2 separate regions of the Lactuca sativa genome follow, and region 2 is linked to region 1. Evidence: chromatin contacts called from public Hi-C data. All regions are on one chromosome and are shown on one strand. The core of a region is the stretch at or near the end of the contact, and the rest is flanking DNA. Distances in the headings are between cores, read along the strand shown. Region 1 holds the start of LOC111878355. Region 2 holds the start of LOC111904101 (receptor-like protein kinase HERK 1).

Region 1 (6,395 bases), core at 2,278-4,777:
CTTTAAACTAAGGTGTCGTTTGATTTGTTGACGGGAATTAGAACCAAATTACACCACTTTCTTATATTTGGTTCAAAACTTTCAAAAGGAATTGGATTCCTAAATGAGTCAAAAATTTCTTCCATTGAGGGAAAATAAATTTCTTCCAAAATCTAAAGGAATTAAAATTATTTTCAAGTGAGAATGCTAGAGAAAACCATATTACTATTTTTACTTTTAACACTACATATAAAACTCACCTGCCACCACCGCCACCATAACCACCTCCACCTCCACCACCGACATCATTGCTACCACCACAACCATTACAACCATCGCCACCGCCACTTACCATCACCATCGTCAACTCCACCACCTGTGCCACCAACTCCACCACCACCCTCTACCCACCACCACCAATGTCATCATCACCCACTAACCACTACCTCTAGCACCATGCCACCATATCACTGTCACGCACCACCACCACTGTCACCTACACCCCACCACCACCACCACCTCCGCCACTACCCATCACCATCTCCACAACCACCACTACTACAACCATTAACATCATTGCTACCACCACCGCCACTGTCATCATCGACCACCACCCACAACTAACACCATCACCATCACCATCATTTACTATTTTTATAATTTATAAATTATTAAAAAAAGTATAATTAAGCAAAAAAAGGACAATTTTGTCATTGTACATTATTCTAATTTCATTTCCTACTAACCAACCAAAAATATGGAATTAGATTCAGATTTCATTCCTATCAACCAAACAAAATATGAAATTGGATTGCAACTCTTGATAGATTTCAATTTCTTGACAAATTTCAATTCCTTTAAAAACATTCTACAAACCAAATGTCACCTAATACTTAGTTATTAGGACATGGTTTCTCACGACAAGCTAATATTAATCATTTATTGGAAAATACATAAAATTTGTATGGTTGGTGTAAGCGCATTTTCGCTTTCTAACCTACAGGAGTTCAAGTCCATTAGTTTGTTTTCTTTCTCTCTTGCGTAAGAATTTTTGGATGATCACCTTTTAATCCCAATTTTATTTATGCACTCCATAATCAACCCCACATCCCAATTTTAGTTGCTTAATCAGCTTTCAGAAGTTAAATATTTAGTCCCTCAACCTTTATATATTTTCATTTGCCTTATTGTTTGGTATTAAACTTTGAATGTTTATAAAAACTTTTGATTTCTTTCTATAAACTTTGAATATATAGGTATTAAACTGAATATTTGAACGTGTTGGTATCTTCTTTTCCCTTGTATTTCAAACTAACCACTAAAAAAACCTCTCAAAAAATTTTATTTTGCAAAGATCTAACGAAATGAAACATATTTTGCGAAATATAAAATCAAAACATGTTCCCTATTTGAGATCTTTTCCGAAATGAGGTTTGTATTTCTCACATCCTATCATGCCTATGGAAGTATAGATACCCTTTTCTGCTTGTATCACAAAATAATAATTATAAAAACCTTTCAGAAAAAGAAAATCGCCAAGATTTTGAATAATGAATTACATTTTGCTTAATATGTCTATTTTTCCTTTTTTGCGCACTATCATGTCTACGAAATGAAAAGTTATTGTCGTATCTTATGGTGGTTTAACTTAAATTATTAAAGCGCAAATTGGAGAAAATAACATCATAAATTTTGCCTTCTATATTGACATAGGTAGCTTATTTAATTTTAAACCCATAATAACAATATACTTATAGTTTATTATTGATTATAAAATTTTATAACCTCTACCATTTTAATTTTTAACAATCATGAGAGAAAAACATGACAAACCTCTAACAACTTTCACAATGAAGAGAGAAAATGCAAATGCAAATGCAAATGCTGGTGTCCGATGAAGCTTCATGGTTAAGAACATTTGATTTTTGCATATTTTCAAAACTTTGACACAGTTTTTATCTTTTGACAAAAATAGCCCTTTAAGTTTAAATATTTCAACTTTGGCAAAGATTTCTAGAAATCAAACTTTTCACATTTCAGAATGTATAAACTTCACTATAAAACTTTATAAATGGCATTTTTGCCATGATTTTGGTTATGCAAGTTACTAAAAAATTTAAAAAGTGACAAACGTAGCCTAAACAACCGGTTTTTGAAGCATATTTTTAAACAACAACAATAGTTGTAGACATGAACTCGATTATGGTTGATGCTACAATTATGAGAAACATATCCATGCCATCTTTTAACCACACAACTTTACTTTATCGGATTTTTAGCCTTCTTCCATACTTTTTACTACATAAAAAGACTAACATTTGGTAGGAGGAACCTTTGTAAATTGTGATTGATACTTTTTTGCATATAATATCTACATCAACAGAAACTAAGTCATTAAAACCTGCAAGAAAATTCAACTTGGTATTAGTTATATTTCATTTGTATAATTATAATAACACTGATGGAATGATATAATTGCACCCAAAAAGAGGCCATAACTACAAATGAGCAACATTTTTATCCATTATAGCAATGTATTTGCATCCTAAAGAAGAACAAAATTTCCATGGGTGTTCATCCTAATCTAAGAATTCAAAGCAGCATAAAAAATACAAAACTATATCCAGTTATATGATATTGATGTCACCTTTGATCGCATAACAGTTTCACACATCAAAACAGTATGTACTCATCAGAAGATAGCTTCATACAACAAAAGGGGCAATTCAAAATACTATGAAGCAAACATAATCCCACTGTTGAAGGCGAATTAATTGAAGAAAAAACCTAACCATACCATCGTCATTATCATAGGACTTGATTACGAATTATGCATACCTAAAGGGCATATTACTTAGGGCAAAATAAGCAGAAACCCCGCCAATCAAGAATTGATTCGAATTATTACATGATAATGGAAGAATTACTCACCAGCGCAATCGAAAACGATAGCAAATTGCGATCTAACCAACATGAAATGGACCGATATCGCCAGTACGAAGTGAACCAGCGATCTCATCAGCAACAGTCAAGCACGATATAACCCAACCACTCAGCGCCATCCACACCATATTCGCCATCCACAGTGTCATACTCCAAGGTACTGCCATAGTCGTACCTACTGCTACTGATGCTGCTACTCTTCAAAATTACTTAGGTGTTTGAATTATACAGAAGGTTTCGAATAATACCCACAAACAAGATTCATCAAATCGACCAAGAATCTGTCATTTGAGCATATTTTTAGAAATCTACTGTGCATAGAAACCAACAAACCCTATAAATCTGTGTCTATCTAGAGAAAACGATTGGAGAAGGGTGTTGGGGGTTTGGGTGTGAATATATATATATATTATATACACATCAATTTTAGGTGAATTAATGAACGGAGGTGGCAGATGATATTGATTGGAAATTTTGGAAGTATGGAGATCTTGACAAATTCTGCCACTGAAAGACTGAATCACAAGAACGAAATGACAAAGGCAGAGATAACCTTTTTGCTTAGAAGATTGAAAGCTGTTCTAATTTTATTCTTTCAAAAAGGGGTATGTTCATATAATTATATAAAAAAAAGTGGCAATTTGTAAAAGAAATATGTCGTTTGGTAGCAATAATTCTCGATATGAACTTGTAATTCATCATTGACTAAAATCTATAACATCGTTTTATCAAAATATATTTTAAATGAAAATATGAATCACTAATATCAAATTCAAGAAATATTGGTTCAAGTGTAGATTTTTAATCCAACCAATAAACCTTGAATATTACATCTAGAATTCTAGATGGTATCACAAGAAACATTAAAAGTGTAAGATTTGGTACGGGTTCAAGTATCTCACATTTTTTTCCTTTTTTCTATGGACGATGCGGTTTTATGGGCAGTGGTTTGACAGATAAATTTATTTGTATTATTCCTTTGTTGAGATGTTTTTATTTGACATATGGACTTCAAATATATGTGCTCAAGAGTGATATTTATGTAGTTGGTTTTTCATTTGTATAGTGGAAGGGATGTATGATTCTATTAATTATAACGCCGATTAGGTGAAATATGTCAAGGAAGAAGGGATGGAATTCGGTTTATGACAAATTTGAAAATGAATTGTCAACTTGGAAGGCTAGAAGCTTATCTTTTGGAGGTATATCTGCTCTTGCAAATCATGGTTAGGAGGTTCTTCATTTTAACCAAAGTTCCTAGAATTTTTGTTCCCGATTTTAACAATCGAAGTGTTGCTGCAAATTGTTTTAGCATTGAAACGTGAACTCACAGTTTGCATAGGCAATCGAGGGGTACGACTAAAATGGATGAATTTCTAAATCCCTATTTACATCATTTGATGCATCTGAATCAAATCATTGGTGTAGAGCTTTGGTTCGATCGGTTAACTCTCGATTGCTTCTTCAAGTTGTTTTTCTTTTATAGACAATGGTATGTTGGACCCTCGATAATGTTTCAACAAGATAATAAATTTTTTGTTTCTATCAAGTTGAACATTTTATTATAATGTTTGGGTCTTAATCATTTGCTTATTATGGCCAATCTTGGTTAAAAGGGGATGAATGTGGATTAGGTGTTAGGCCCTTTTTGTCTTGGAACCACAAGGATTATAGATCATGTTTTTACTGTGTGTCGTATATCAATTTTTATTTGGCAACCAGGGCCGGAACACAAATAGTATGATTAGAGGTGTCGGAATCAAAATTTCAAAACATAATAATATAGACAAGAAAAAAATTTGTTCAAAATTATGACAATAAACAAGAAAACTAGTAGAAAAAATATTGTCATATTGTTTAATAAAAATGAAATCTATCCACTTTTTTTTAAGTCTTGGAAAATTGATTTTAAACTAATCTTTTAGACTAAGTTTTCAATCAAAATGCAAAGGGTAAATGGCACAAAAAAACACTCTTTTTACATAGAAATTCGATTTTGACACCGTATTTTTTTGTGTCAATTTTGACACTGTGTTTTCCAGTTTGTTACAATTCTGACCACTTGACCGGTTAACCAGGTAACATGTTGACGTGGCATGATGAGGTGTCAGTTTTGATGACGTGACATGCTAACATGATATGCTGACGTGTCAAATTGATTTTTTTTCCACAAAAAACACTAAGTTTTCACTTTTTTCGATTTTGACAATAAGTTTAATTTTTTATTTCAATTTTGACACTATGTTTTTTTTTTTTTCCAATCGAACATCATTTATCAAATTTTGTTCAATTTTGTCTATTTTCCATTTGAAACCGTATAAATATATTTTTTTTATTACATTTTAAACCGTATAAACATATTTTTTTCGTTTAAAAACCACATTTTAAAGTTACATATTTAATATAAAATACAATTTTTATATAACTAATACATATTTATACATAAAAATATGGTTTGAGTGTAAAAAAAATGTATTTATACAAAACTATGGTTTTTAAATGAAAAAAAAACATATTTATACGATTTAAATGTATTACAAAAATATTTATACGGTTTCAAATGAAAAATTGTCAACATTGAACAAAATTGGAAAAAAAAAATGATGTTCGATTTGGAACAAAAAAACATAGTGTCAAAGTTGAAAGAAAAAAGTTAAACTTAGTGTCAAAATCGAAAAAAAGTGAAAACTTAGTATTTTTTGTGAGAAAAAAAATTCAATTTTGACACATCAGCATATCATGTCAGCATGCCACGTCATCAAAACTGACACGTCATCATGTCATATCAGCATACAACTTAATTAACCGGTCAAGTGGTCAGAATTGTAACAAATTGGAAAACACAGTGTCAAAATTGACACAAAAAAAACACGGTGTCAAAATCGAATTTCTGTATAAAAAGAGTGTTTTTTGTGTCATTTACCCAAATGCAAAACCACAAATTATGCAAAACCATACTTTATAATCATATCACCATATAAATAAATATTCTACATTTTAATACTCTTTACTTTTACTTTCTACTAATAAACAGATAGATAATTTGAATGTTCTATTTTTATTTCATTTTTTACGGTAACGACAATATATAATTTTTAATCAAACAATTAATCCTTATCCCTATTCTAATAAAAGAATAGTTTTTATTCTCCTTTTGACATGTTTTACCCTATTAGGTCTCTTAATTAATGCATATTTTATTCTTCTTTTGCCATGTATCATCCTATTAAATTTCCTAATTAATGCATGTCACTTGTTAATCTATTAATTCTTCATTTCAAATTTCAAATTTTAAATTTTCCACTCTAATTACATTAAATTAATAACATTAGAATAAAAACTACAATAAAATTAATACAAATTATAAAGTGATATAATTTCATATATTTATTTAATTCGATGATTATAATTTTATATAATAAAAAAAACTTTTAATTAATAATTTATTTAAAATAATTGATTAATAATTTTGA
Region 2 (6,395 bases), core at 2,717-5,216, 340 kb after region 1:
TCTCGCTAATTGCAAAAGTTAATGATCAGATAAATCTAAATCAACTTACCAATAAACTGAAGATGTTTGGCAAGTGTTTTTGAAAGGCGATTTTACATGTTTATGGCTACATATTTTCTGGAGAATTTTATCCTGGGAAAGATATTATTATTATTCTTTGCAAGCTTAGTAAATCCATATGGTAATGTTGGTATTGACTTGAAGGGCCTCTTTTTTGTATCTGTCCCGGGCCTCAAATTTATATATATATATATAGTAACACAGTCTTTTGGGTTGCCTTCGTAACTAGCAACTAGACAGAATGACTTTAAAGAGAGGTTGAATATATTATTTGAATAATAAATTAAAATAATTGATTTATTAATGTATTATGAAAATAATAGATTAATTATAAATCATATTATTTAATTAAGAGTTAATCAAAAGTTCAGAACTGCTTGACAATTTATTAATAATCGAGGAAATAGGCTCTAGCACCTTCTTAAAAAAGGTTGGACGAAAATCTAGGAAGACCCTAGGTTATGGGCTTGTTGGTACTTAAGGAATTAGGTATCCTCCTAAACGAGTAACATAGAATTAACCATGTCCATTTAATAAGGCGTAAAGCTTACTCCTGCCTAAAGCTTACTCGTAGTAACCTTATGGTCAGCAGTCAGTTAATTCATAGTTGTATACCATAAAGACCAAAAATAAAACATTTTCACCAATTGAAACACACAAATCGAGGCATAAAACAGATCAAATAATCAAATAAGTTACTCATTACATCATTTAACAAACCACAAAATTACCCAAGTAACTACATATAAAACACCAAGTCCTTTTTTTCAAACTCTATATCAAATAAAACAAATAATCGATTAGCCTCATGCTCATGATGAGTAAAGTAACCCCCACCCTTCATCTCCCCTCCGATTTCACCAACTGTGAGAAAACCTTACTCATCGACACCCCAGAAATATCATCCCCGCTCGACATCTCAAACTGAGCCGCCCCATCACCACCACCATCACCGCCACGATTAAAGTCATGAATCACTGGCGACAACTCTCCGATCACATTCGTACTATTCTCATCCGGATCATTCTGAAGAACCGCTTCTTGAAGTTGAAGCACATATTCAAGATTCCACAAAACATCACCCATCGAAGGCCTATCAACCCCAAAATCAGACAAACATTTCTCAGCCGTTTCACCAAATTTCCTCAAAGAATCCGCCCGAATCTTCCCCTTCAAAGTCACATCAATTATCTGTTCAAGCTGCCCTTTCTTCTGCCATTTCATCGCCCATTCAGCCAAATTCACCATCTCACGAGGCAAAGACGGGTCGATCACGGGTCGAGCACACAACACCTCAAATAGAACAACTCCAAACGAGTAAACATCTGACTTTTCAGTCAACTGTTGACGCCTAAAGTACTCCGGGTCAAGGTAACCAAAACTACCTTTGACCGCGGTACTTACATGGGTCTGGTCGATTTCGGGCCCCGTTTTCGAGAGCCCGAAATCGGCCACTTTCGCCATTAGATTTTCATCTAACAAAATATTGGCTGACTTCACATCACGGTGGATCACCGCCTTTGAATAACCCGTATGTAAATAATGTAACCCGCGGGCCGCCCCGATGCAGATTTCAAGACGTTGCTTCCAGCTCATGCTTGGAAAACCCGACCCGTATAGATGACTTTTTAAAGTCCCGTTTTCCATGTATTCATATATAAGAATCATTTCGGATTTTTCATCACAGTATCCAATTAGGGAAACTAAATGGCGATGTCTGAATTGTGAAAGCATTTCGATTTCTGTTTGGAATTCGGCTAAACCTTGTTGGGATTTTGGGTTTCCTCTTTTCACAGCTACTTTTGTTCCATCGCTTAAAACACCTTTGTAGACTTTACCAAATCCACCGATTCCGATCACCCAGCTTTCGTCAAAATTGTTGGTGGCTTCTTGAATTGCTGCGAATGGACACCTGTAATTGAAGTTTGAGCCAGCACTAATTGTTGTTCCATTGGAGTATTTGCTGCCCATTGTTTGGGAAATCCCGTTGGTTGATAATGGAATCCAGATCTTTGATTGGTTGAGTTGTTCTTGTTTTCGTTTTTTGTAAACACAGAAGAAAATGACACCTGCTAAAATTGCTACAAGAACTCCGACGACTACACCGATGATCAGACCGATGCTCTTTTTAGAGCTAGAATTGGAGGACGGGATGTTTCCACCGGAAAGACTACCGTCGGAATTACTCAACTTCATAATCTCGACGCCGTTCAGTATAGCGTTGGGGTTAACGTCTTTGATGGAGGAAGGACCGATGCTGATGCGAATTTGGTTTTTATTAAGCGATTGGGTTACGAAATCGGAGTAAGACGCCATGGCTAAGCTTCCGCCGAACTTGGTGGAGAGATCGTAATCGGGTAGAACGTTGGAGTCGTCGATGTAGACGTTGAAGTAGAGTGTATTGGCAGAAGTACTTACGATATCGCAAAAATGGAGGCGGACGAGATACTGGAATCCACGATCCACCGGGAACTCCCAGGTGACGTTGAAATTGGCTTTTGGGTCGTTTTCAGATGCCATCGTTGCGGCGGTTCCATAGACGCTGACCGGAGCATCGTCTTGAGTAGCGCCGTCGGGTGGGTATCTAACAGCGGTGGGATTTGAAACATTCGATTCAAAATTCCGGTTCTTTGAATAGCTCAGATCAGTAACCCAAGATCTCCACAATGAATCATTCCTGGATGTGACCACCGGACCACCCATGTTCACCCTAGCAAGCGTCTCCAGCGCCTTATTCAACATCCCTTTGAAGTTTGTCGGAGGGTTGACGGACATTGCATCATCGGGGATCAACGGATCTGGAACCGAAACAACTTCTAAACCATTCAAGAAAGCAAATGAACTCCCGGTAGGTGTAAAGGTGATTTCAAGGTCGCCGGAGGTGACATTTACTGAATATTCTTTGGTCTGAACACTTTCGGCTTTGAAATCGCTCAACAGAGAGTGATCTGGAGTTGAAACGGAGAAAACTGCGGTGGTTAGATTGTAATTACTGGCGGAGAATGGGAAGAAATAAAGACGGATCCAGTGACGACCGCTTTGAGTGATTCGAAAAGTGTATGTAGATGTTTGTGTAAAGATTCTTGCTGTTTTATACAGCGGAGAGTATTCAGATGAAGGAATTGAATTTGCAGAAGTATCAACCAAAACATTTTGTGGGGTTGAAAGAAAACTCGAAGCCAAACTATCAGATAAAAACACCCGATTGCCGATGGTGGTGTTGCTCGGAGATCCACAATCAATCGAATACTTATCCGCCGGATTAAACTGAGAATAACAAGAAGATAAACACAAGAAGAACACAACCCCGATAAACAGTAGCTTCAACCCCACAAAACCCATCATAATAATTCGATTTCAGATGGGGGTTTTCACAATAATCGATAAAACAAAAGGGGTTTGCTTCGATAAATTAGAAATCTAGGGTTCTTGAACCCAGATCAGTAGCAATTAAGAGATCTACTATCCAATACCCATATAAGATTGAAAGAAAATGAAACACCTGACAGATCAAGAACAGCAGATTTGACGAATTAACCAGATGTTAACTGATGCGCTGTGGAGAACAGAGAAGATATTGGGATTAATCAAAGCATAAATCTAGCGAGGAGCCAGCCAGGCCGGTATGAACAGGACGGCAAGCATCAGATGGTGACAGATTGATAGATTCGTTCGGGTTAACGAAAACGATTAATAAAATAATATGAAAAATCAGCTGTGTATTGATAGGATGAAATTTGGGGTCAAAGGGAAATGGTAAGAAAGTTTTGTTTTTTTCCTTTTTTTTCAAAAGGATGATGGAGATTGTTCTTGTTGGTGGTGAGTAGTGGATGAAGACGAGTGTAAAGAGAATCGGAGAAGAAAAAAGATAAAATAGACAACCTCGGTAGAAGCCTGCAATGGCGGAATTAGACCAAAGGAAATGTTTTACTTAGTCACCTTTAACTTTCTAACTGCTCTATATAGGTCCCTTACACTTTTCTTAATTCAAATAAGGTCCACGAAAGCTGTTATTCGCTATAAAGTTTGGCCTTTTGTCCCAATTCATATTCTAGCGTTCGTTTGTTTCCGCATTGATTAGGGTTGTCCATCTTTTTTTTATTTTAATTTTATATATAGTGGCTTTTTTTAAATAATGGGTTCAAGTCCATATCAAACATAGAAATATAGATCCATTAAAAAAATTATTAGTTTTATCGTTAAAAAAATACATCTGAGACTTATGTATTACATAGGTTAATATATATATATATATATATATATATATATATATATATATATATATATATATATATATATAAATGTTTTAATATTTAAGAACTTTAAATTTATAAAAAATAAAAAATAATAATGAATTATTATGATAGAAATAGTTTTTATCTTTTAAATTTAAATAAATAAACAAAAAAAAAACAAATGAGCTTTAATTTTGAGAATTATAAAATTAAAAAATAAATTCATTAATGACATTGATATCCATTTAAATAGTATATTTATTACAATTATTACAATAAAATATTATATGAAATTTAAAAAATAAAAAAAAAAAACTTATAAAATAACATGTAGAAAAAAAAAATTCAAAATAACTATAAAATCACATTTGAAAAATTAAATGAAAATGCAACAAATGACAAAGAGAAAACCTATTATAATAGATTCATTATTACATCCACTTGCTTAATGTATATGAAGTTCAAATTGTTCAGTAGATAATTCTTTTTAATATAAACAATTAATAGATACATGATTTCAAGAAAAATATAAGTTTTACATGCCTTTTGAGGGAAAAATATATAATTAAAAGAGTTGAATAATAATGCCACAATTTATTTATGAAGTAAAAATTCAATACGATAATAGTGAGTATATTTATGTCTGTCCTTAAAGTTATCTTTTTATTAAAAATATCTATATATTTAAAGTTATCTTTTTATTCAAAATATCTATATATTTGTATAAAATAAAACTGCAAGGACAATCTGTATAAAAAATAATTTTAAAATCAAATCTATAATAATAATAATAATAATAATAATAATAATAATAATAATAATAAAGGAATAAAAATATAGTTTAGTTATAATATATTACGATTTCAATCAAATCAAAACCCATATTAGATTCTTGTTTACTTGAATTCAAAGATATGTAGTTAATGTAGATTATGTAAATATATCTTTTTAGTTTTATAGTTGCGTATTAATGAATTAGCTATCTTTTGGTCTATGTGGTTTATTTAAAATTTGTCATATGAATATGACAATAATTATTCTATAATTTTTTACATTGAGATATTTATTCAAATAGTCTCTTCCAAAACAAATTTTATACAAAAATAGTCCCTTTAACTTATAAAATAGTCTCTTTTTACAAGAAAGTTGCATAAATGATCAGAAAACAAATTACACTTTTAATTTATAAAATAGGTCCATATGTTGAATTCTTTTAACAGGAATGATCTCTAAGTTTCAGAAAAACTACATAAATGGTCCCTTCTTAATAACGAATTTGCAAAAATGGTTCTTATTTTTCATAAAATTAAAATACCGTCCCTTTCTATTAGCAAATGTACAGAAATTGTTGCAGAAATCGGGATTAAATGGCGATTAGTCGTGGATTAATTGTTTGGCGTTCTCCAACCGTCGAGGATTAGGGTATTAATCGGAAATTTATGATTAATCGAGTTTGGCGAGATTAATCGGTTTCGGCGGGATTAATCGGTCAATAAAAGTAAAAAAAATTAAATAAAAAAATCAACTTTTTACTCCAAATTTTTCAAAATTTTGAAATTTCTAATATTTTTTCAAAATATTCATATTTTCAATTACAAATTTTCTTATTTTCTAATTTTGAAGTACTTGTTTTTCTTAAAATATATTAATATTTGATTAATTTTGATATTTTATTAATAATCTATGGTTCCCGATTAATCTCTACCAAGACTGATTTATCATTTAACATCAGTTAACCGTCGAGCTACCGTCGAACGATTTTTACAACTTTAAAAGTCTGTAAAATAACATCAATTAACCCTATGTATCACAAAACTAGAGAAATGGTCACTAAAGATTAAAAAAATTATAGAAATATTCCTTATCTAAGAGAACATTAAGAAAATTTGTACGGAAATGTGAGATTAATAAATATGGTGCAACACGCAGGCCACCCGGTGATTTTAGGCTCTATTTGAGACATTAGTTGAAAAGTTAATAGTTTATTGAAAATTTAATTCTCATAACTGAAAATCTAGGTGTTAGTTAATAAAGTAACTCATAAAATTGAACTTTAGTAAAAAGTAGTTGATAAGACTATCACTAACCTTATTCTATTTA

The links. A called contact is a pair of places that touch in the nucleus more often than the background predicts.
Region 2: a Hi-C map of seed shows a contact between it and region 1, with 4 times the contacts expected there. The contact joins the promoter of LOC111904101 here to the promoter of LOC111878355 in region 1. A contact is called at or near these places in 2 of 4 Hi-C or Micro-C datasets (leaf and seed).

The regions. Positions count from the first base shown.
Region 1 is chr5:326,466,983-326,473,377 of Lsat_Salinas_v11, forward strand. It overlaps LOC111878355, which reads right to left and starts at 3,528. Exons shown (of 2, transcript XM_023874863.3): 1 at 2,911-3,528; 2 at 2,113-2,380. The coding sequence starts at 3,089. The coding sequence ends at 2,943.
Region 2 is chr5:326,807,413-326,813,807 of Lsat_Salinas_v11, forward strand. LOC111904101 (receptor-like protein kinase HERK 1) reads right to left here and starts at 3,967. Exons shown (of 1, transcript XM_023899877.3): 1 at 722-3,967. The coding sequence starts at 3,405. The coding sequence ends at 901.